Linked DNA regions of Rattus norvegicus: region 2 is linked to region 1. A link is a contact called in public Hi-C data. All regions are on one chromosome and are shown on one strand. Each heading gives the region's core, a stretch centred on a gene start, on an enhancer-like site or on the middle of the called end of the contact. The rest is flanking DNA. Distances are from core to core; before and after follow the strand shown. Region 1 holds the start of Psd3 (pleckstrin and Sec7 domain containing 3). Region 2 overlaps Psd3 (pleckstrin and Sec7 domain containing 3).

The links. A called contact is a pair of places that touch in the nucleus more often than the background predicts.
Region 2: a contact with region 1 is called in a Hi-C map of kidney, with 2.4 times the contacts expected there. The contact joins the enhancer-like site here to the promoter of Psd3 in region 1. A contact is called at or near these places in 4 of 12 Hi-C or Micro-C datasets (hepatocytes, kidney, liver and 1 more).

What each region holds. Positions count from the first base shown.
Region 1 is chr16:26,403,634-26,408,021 of GRCr8, reverse strand. Psd3 (pleckstrin and Sec7 domain containing 3) reads right to left here and starts at 2,098. Exons shown (of 16, transcript NM_001419764.1): 1 at 2,043-2,098. The coding sequence starts at 2,063.
Region 2 is chr16:26,452,694-26,456,885 of GRCr8, reverse strand. All of the region lies in intron 1 of Psd3 (pleckstrin and Sec7 domain containing 3), which reads right to left. Among named protein-coding and RNA genes, the nearest start is that of Psd3, 49 kb to the right of the region's middle. Within about 2 kb of position 1,830, at least 11 of the 93 cell types and tissues checked have an H3K27ac peak or open chromatin away from gene starts, as enhancers often do. A contact at or near this core is called in hepatocytes and kidney, where this site is marked.

The DNA.
Region 1 (4,388 bases), core at 849-3,348:
CACTGCAACTAGCAGCACTATTTGGAACTTTGGAAAATGGCCATGTAGCTCAGAAACACAGAACGGTGCTAAGGAATACAGCACCATTTCATTTCCTAATGGACATCCAATATCACAAATAACACAAGCTTGTCAGGACATGAACACTGAGAACTAACACTCTGAAGAATTTCATCAGGATCTTCTATGAAATTCATTGATATCTTAGTATGAAATCTAGAGAACTTTGTTAGTACTCCCTAAAATAAATCAAGGTCGGTTTAACTCAGAACTCAAGAAAGGTGTCTGTAGGAATACAGCTACATCATATATATATGTATATATGATGTATATATATATATATGTATATATATCATACATCAGCCATGGGTTCAATATTTAGCACTATTTAATACTCAGGAAGAAAACCAAAGGCCTCTGAACATGGTCCTGGTAGAACATGGTGGAGAACGCATGTAGCAAACCATGATTCAGGCTAGACTACATCCCCAGACTTTTATAACCATATTTCACATACTTAAGCACAGGCTTTGATTACGTTTTTTTTTTTCTTTCCCGTCATCCTAAAGCTCAGTTGAGCCTGAATATGTTGCAGACAAACCTGAGAATGATCACCATGTATTACTCACCTTTTAATCCTACCCAAACTCCAAATTATCATCTTTTCATAATCGCCGGGTGGCATTATCCCCATAATCCTCTAAGAAAGCAGCCTTAAAGCCAAAGGACACACACATCTTGATTTTCACAGCTTCGCCTCTAAACGAACACCCAGATTAACCCGTTATAACACTGGTGACTTAGTTTATGAATAATGAATGGCAAATCACTCCAGAACTTCTACAGGGAATTTGTAAATACCCTAAGCAAGGCTGGGAAAGCATTTGTTGGGAGAGAGTAGAAAGTGTATTTGTTCTCTCTCAGCAGGGAACATCCTCTCCCTACAGCATTTTTAAAAAGCTAACCAACTCCAAGCCTACAAGGACCAGGGCATTTTTGGGACTTCCAAGACTGTAAGAAGGACTCCCTGCTTCCTCAGGTTCCTACTTAGAACCCACTCAGAGTCTGCTAACAAAAAGCAGGCTCCTAGAGAGCACAGATCCTGTCTTACTCACTGGCCAAGCAGCTTGGCAACGTCCATCCTTTGTACCTACTGGAGTGCAGATAATGAATTGGACTATGTATTGCCAAAATCCCACTTACATTGATTTTCCAGATCTCCCTCTTCCTTATACCTGCACCTGGATCCGCTCAAAAGAAAAAAAAAAAAAAAAAAAAATCCTCTAGGGCGGAAACCCCGATCCCACCGTTGGGAGAGCCAGTGTCTGGAAAATGAAACCCTACTGCCCATTACATCCTCTGCCTGGTGGGTGTTTAACATCCTTCTACATCCAGGGCAATGGCAAAAGTAAACACTTACTACTTAGGAAGCTGACAGCATTGTAAACTCTACCTCTAACCTGTGTTAGCCTGCTTTACAATTTTTTTTCATAACATCAGTTGCCAAGATATGGCACAAAAAGTTAAATGCATGTAAAACAGAATCACTTATGTCTTTAAAAGCTAATGGAAATGTTACATAGAATAACCCCCAACCCCGTCTGTTTATTGTCTCCACGCAAGGGATTTCTTTTTTCTTTCTGACAGAGAAACAGGATAGTCACTCAATCTGAGAGCTGACTTGGCAGACTAGCATGGGCACCTTAGGTCCTCTCTAACGCTTGCCTTCTTTATAGACCATTAGGCAAGAAGGAGCTTTCAGGCTGCTCCTCCCCAGATGAGGTTTACATGGCAGGAGTGAATTAAAATCCCGCAACCTTAACAACAAAAAGTTGGCCCTCTCGGGTCCCCCAACAAGCACAAAGAAAGAAAACAGCCGGGAAAAGAAAAAGAAAAATAGTTATCACGGCACAAAGTGAAGTGGCCCAGAGATCCTGATGGGGCAGAGCAAACGACAAGGCAAAAGAAACCCTGGCTCAGGTACGGACGCCTGACACACTCCACACACCCTCTCCCCAGCCCGGGTCAGAGGGCGAGCTCACCGCGGCGTTTCTTCCTTCCATCTTCCATCGCCCACGCGGGGCTCGGGGCCGCGGGGGATGCGGGCGAGCCGGGCTGCGGCGCGGGGAACCGGGCTGGACGCGCGAGTGCGGGCGGCTCTTTGTTGCGCGCCCCGGGACGGCCGGCGGCGGCGGCAGCGCGCACCCCGGCGTTAGCGACCGAGACCGTGGCGAGCACCCGGGTCGGCCCCGGCAACGTCAAGGCGAAGGCGGCGGGGGCGGTGCCCCGCGCGGAGGAGGAGGAGGCGGTGGCGGCGGAGGATCGGCTCCGCGGAGTAGTGTCCTGCAGCCCTCTGCTGCCTGTTGCTTTGTCTCCTTCCGCAACACCCCCTCCCCTGAGGAAAGTGAGAGGCGCGCTCGCGGGCGTTTCCTCTCGGAGAGCGCCGCGCGCAGGCCGTCCCACCTGGGCCCCAGTGCGCGCGCCCGTGCGTCTCCTCAGGGTCGCAGCTATGGGGAGCGAGTGCGTCCACCTAAGAGGACGCTCAGGGCCACAGGCCCTGCCAGAACCGTCAGTCACTGGGCTCTGAGGGGACTCAGGGCCACCTGCCCCATCCAGAGGCTCTAATCCCTGAGACCAACTTTAAAGGCCCATTTCTCCAGGAAATAGGTCTCACCCTGATACATGCTCTCCAGGTCCCCATGGCTACCCTGTCACTGAGACTGCCCCGCAATGAAATGTCACTTCACTGAGTTTCACCCCTGCCCCTGCCCTGTTTGATCCTTGCCACAGAAACAAGGGCTGGAATCCACCCCTTTTCAGGATTTAGGTTTCAGTCTGTGAGTTATGTATGGATGTAGGAGTTGGTGGTCAATATTGCAGGTAAAAACTATGAGGCCAGTGGCCAAGTCCCAACCAGCAACTTTTCTTTTGTGCTGATTCTTATTCGTGGGTCTCTGTTAACACAATTGTCAGACTGGAGATCAAGGAGCCAGGACTAGCTTGTCCAGTCTAAAGAAGGCCTTGTTCCAAATAAAGTGGGTTCCACGTCAAGTTCAGTGCCAGATCCACACACCTAAGGCAGAAGCATACCTGGACAGTTGTATAGCAGGCCTGTGATTGATTCTCTTACAGCTCTACTGTCTTAGCCATGTGGCCAGCAGAAGATGACCAGAGGGAAGTGCCTAGCAACCAATGTTAGAATTAAGGGGTAGGGGTCAGATTTCCTGGTGGCCCACAGGCCAGCTGGAAATCTGTGTAAACCACCTACTTTGGTCTCTGGCTGTCAAAGTCAACCTAGAGTACCCCCCAAAGGAACCAAAATGAAATAAATCCATTCCAACTTCACTAACTAACTGCTATCCAGGTTCCCCCTCCCAGACCAGTAGTAAGGGCAGGTCTATGGGTTGGGAAGCATCCCAGTTAATGGACTATTTCTAACCTGTGGCTCTTCCCTTCATCCTTGCATAACTCTCAGAGATAGCGCCTCTGTCCCTGTTCTAAACCCCTGCCTCCTTGATTCTCCCAGCCTGTCCATCGTGTTGACAAGAATCGTAAGAACTGATACAAAATGCAGTTGCTGCCCTGAGACTTGCCCACTGATGTTGTGGCTTTTACCTGGAAAAATAACTCATAATTCATAAATTCAGACAGAACTTCATATATGCTGAAAGGTGAAGGCCTTTGCGTATACTAGCATATTAATTAAGGGACCTGGAACTAGTCCCCAGAAAATCCAGGAACCCAGCTCAAAGGATCACTATCGTGCTCAAGTTCAGTGTCAATACCTGAGAAATCACCTCTGTAAACAGGAAGGAGGGCTATCGGGAGTTCAAAGCTATGCACTATTTCAGACAAAGCATGCCCTGGTTCCAATCCACAACATCCCCATGTTACCCCAAAAGATAAGCAACAACGACCCCCAAAAGCATGGGTTGGTACATGCTTACTCGATACAGCATTCTTTCATTAACTTGCACCATGAGTCAAGCTATTATATGTGGTATGGAGGGAAAGAGAAAACCTACAGCAAGGAAGACACAAAGACATGCCGTGCTAGAAGTCAAAAGGAGAATGGAAAGGGTGAGATTCTGCCGTGTAGTGTTAACACATAGATATCTAATCTTTACTATTTCTAACAGTCTGAAGAGCCCAAATTCTGGAATATATATTCTGGCTATTGAAGTGAGGGATTATCTAGAATAAATTAAAAAAAAAGAAAATCAATATAAATTTCCAAAAATCGACACAACTAAATGGCTTGTTTGTTGTTTGTTTGTTTGGGGGTTGTTGGTGGGATTGTTTTTTGAGACAGGGTCTCACTGTGTAGTTCTGGCTGGACTGGAACTAGCTATGTATGTAGACCAGGCCTCAATCTTTAAAGAGCTCAC
Region 2 (4,192 bases), core at 581-3,080, 49 kb before region 1:
TAATTAGTGATTGATGTAAAGGGCCCAGTCCATTGTAACGGGTGGTTCTAGAGTCTATCAAATCTGTGGTGAGCAAGCCATGGGAGCAAGCCAGTAAACAGTACCCTTTCATGGCCTCTGCATCAGCTCCTCACTCCCAGTTCCTGCCCTGTGTGAGTTCCCGTACCAACTTTCTTCAATGATGAACAGTGATAGGGAAGTGTAAGCCAAATAAACCTCTTCCTTGACAAGTTGCTTTGGCCACGGTGTTTTTATCACAGCAATAATAACCCTAACTAAGACAGATGTGGTTCAAAGAACATATTTTTACCAAGTGTTCTTGAGAGTTACTCTTTTTTTTTTTTTGAGAGTTACTCTTAATACGTGTTTGTGCATGATAGAAATAAGGAACCTGACTTATGTCAGAGAAAAATAAAAGCAGAGCTCCAAATAATTAGATTATAAATGAACTTTGGAAATCCACACAAAGTATAAACATTTCCTACAAATTGTACTGATAACCATTATAACAAGATGTGGCTAAATAAATTTGATAGCTTCTATTAACTTGTGAGCAAAGATTCTTGATATGAATCTGATTACAAACTCTTAATGTGCTTTAGGGAAATGAGAACAAAATTAGCTTATGGACAAGAGAAAATTAATTAGAACTGTAAGGGGCGTGGCATTATTGAGGTATAATTCTCTTATATGAAGAGCAATAACCCAGCAAACATAGTCACAATTCAGAAAGCAGATGCTTTTCAGAATGACCAAAGTAGACAATACTTACTTAATGACCAAAGTAGACAATACTTAATGACCAAAGTAGACAATGCTTAAAAAAATAAAAAAAAAAAAAGATGTTAGTACTTTATACTTTTCTCAAAAGGCCCCCATGAGGTCTTAGATATGAGAAATTTCTGAAATTTTTGTCATTTCCTAACTATGCATATGTATACATAGACTCTGGCTGAGGCCAATGCTCTGAAGGGGGGACAGAAAAAAGAAACTGGAAGGTTAACTATCCTAAAAGTAGACAGTAGGGCCTGACTCAGGGAGAAGTACAAAGGAAACCTTGAGTTTATCAGTAATGTTTTGAGTTTCCAGTATGCTCATGTGTTAGTTATGTAAGTGAAATTTAACCTCTAAGAACAAAACCTCAAGAACACAGTATGGGGAAAAGGTACCAACTACGTGCAATCAGCCTTACAGCTATAATCTCCTCACTAGTAACTGACAAATATTTGTTCCCTAGCCCAGAAGCAAGCAATGTGGGGCATGTATGCATCCACCCATCCACAACCCGTCTATCAACCCACCCACCCACCCACCCATCCATCCATCCTACCATATCATAAAAATGGTCTGGTCCGGGGAAAACTGCAAGCAAAAGCATTTGTTTTATACCAGTGCTTTCACACCCAAGTTTTATACCTGTGCCAGTGTAGACTGACAAAATAAAACAATGGTAGGTAACTTTGAATCTAATAGTTCCCAACTTAAGTGCATCTAAGAACTGATTGGGCCTTCGCCCTCAAGTGGAAATCAAGAAATCTATTTCTGGAAAATCTCATAATCATTCTGATAAAGCTGTCTCCAGCATCACACTGCGAGGACATACTGCTCTAATACAAGGGAATTAGCCTCTCCACACATTCCAAGTTAAATGAACCGGATCACCGTTGTAAATGACATCAGGTGACATTGGACAGATGACGAAGAAGATGAATAACTCAGGTCCTCAAGGAGCGTGCAGACAATGGAGGAGTCAAGCAGGGGACAGCTGTATTGGTCAGCTGCCACAGATCTGGCTGCAGCAGTTAATAATTGACCTTCAAACACTACTGGCTTTCTGTGAATGCTTATTTATTGCGCAGTTACTGAGGCTGCTGTGAGACAATCATGGCTTTGCTCCAGGTACAAGAAGGCTACAAATCGGCTCACTGCCTTCGTTCTGGAACCAATGCTTAAGAGAGGCAGACCCTGTCTGTAATGTCACAAAGAGCTGGAGTCAAAGAACACAGTTTATTCCCAGCACTTCCACTCATAATCTTGGATGAGATAGCTAAACTAAAAAAAAAAAAAAAAATTAATTCTGAAGGCCAAAGCACTCCACCTCTCTTTGGGAACAGTAATAGAGGACCTGACACCAAGGCCACTATGAAAATCCTTACTCACATACCAAGTGGAATGGGGTAGCATAACACAAAATTTTATCACGGCTCTCAAAGAGCATATAATTTAAACTTATGAATACTTTATATCTAGAATTTCCCACTTAATGTTTTCAGACCGTGGTCAACCATAGGTTACTAAAACCATTGAGAATGAAACTTCTAAGGGCAGGCTCTGTATACTCCTCATTTTGCTACAGAATCCTAACACATGCACACGCATCTACATACTGTCTTCTCTCTCCCTTCCACTCCTAACCAGTCTTCTAGAACGTCAGTCTCATCGCTCTAGTGCCTCTCTAACATAGTCCTCTACTCCAGGAACAATCAAGAACCCAGAGACAGTCACTGTGCCCGCTGCACTCCCTCCCAGCCATCTCCCCCGCTCTGATCGTGACCGTTATTGCACACCTGAACCTCTGAGGCCACAGTGAGCCCATCTTTTTACAAACTTTGTCCCAGCCTTGAGGATTTCTAAAGCCTTCCTTTTCCACACTGAAATTTTCCAACTGCTTCTATGTCCAAGATAAAGGTCTCAAGCCACTTTCACAGCGTGCATCTACTCCACTTCTGACACTCCATCTCGGACAAAACCCCACCCCTCATGCCATCTATAATCTAGAATGTCCTTCCTCATTGTCTTAGTCACAGGAAACTAACTCCGTGCATGCATTTTTATATTACTTTTCTTTTTCTTCATTCTGTTTTTTAATATTACTTTTACTTTTTACAGTCCAGTTACAAGCTTTGTATGGATAAGAAAAGATACCAAAAAGAGCCTAGACCACTGAACGTACCTGACTACTTGCTGCTGTCATTATTACTGCTACCTTTATACTTTGAAATTCCTTAATTTATATATTTTATATATTTATCTCAATAACTTAGTTTGCATATTTATTCCCTTGAAATTCAGTAACTTTATTGTAATAACATTATTTTTAACACTGACATATTTTTACTATTCCATATACATAAACTTAAATAACTTTTGCCATGGCAACTTACTTTTTCACTATTATTAGGGATGTTGCAGTGATTTGCCTTTAGAATATTTCTTTATGTTCTGTTCTAATTGTTAGTTTAAGAAAATCTCCAGGAAGTGGAATTTGATAAAATGGAAGAAAACATACACATAAGACTCAAGTCTTTATATTTGGAAACTGTCTGACCAGTGGTGGCCCATGAGCTATGGTCATACATGTTTTAATCTCAAGTCCAGTCACAGCTCTTGGTACATTTTAAGCATCTAATAAACTAAGTGAAAGGAATGGGAGAAGGAAAGTGAGAAGAAGTTAGAGAGAAGGGGAGTTGTGGGAAAGCAGTACCGTCCACTGGAAAAGTTCAGTGCAGCTTCAGAAAAGAAGTGGGCTAGCTCAGAATGAGCACGGACAGAGAGGCTGAGGAAAATGAAGCATATCAGGCTGTTTCGATGTGCTTGCAAATCTTGCTGAAATCCTCCTAGTCATGATTCAACAGGTCTGGGGTAGAACCTAGGGCTGCATTTTAACAAGCTTTTTAGCAATACTTCTAAAAATATTTAGCAATGCTGATGCTATTGGTCCACGAAACAGATTTGAAATAGTAAAAAACATGTGGTTATACTAAAGAAATAGGTATCACAAATAAGCTTTGGATCATAGTAGCCAACTGAATGAAAGGGGTAATGGAACTGAAAATTAGCAGATAGGAGCAAATGGATTGTGAGTTTTATTCTTCCTACCTCCTATCCTCCCTGGCACATTCAGCTGAAACCATAGCTCAAAGCTGATGGGTGCTGTCTTATCACTATTTCATGGCAACCGAAGGCCTAGTTATAGATCTTGTCATTAAAGTGACATAGAGGAACCAAGCGTTATTAACCCTCTCAAACTCATTAAGCCTAACTCATTCAAATTCAGTAAGCAGTGACTACCAGTTCTTGGAGCATACATCATCTGAACACACTTCAGACAGAGAGTGAATACATACAGAAAAGAAAGGTGGTTATTCAAAATGTGAGACACTAACTCTATCCAGGGAAATGCAGACAAAGG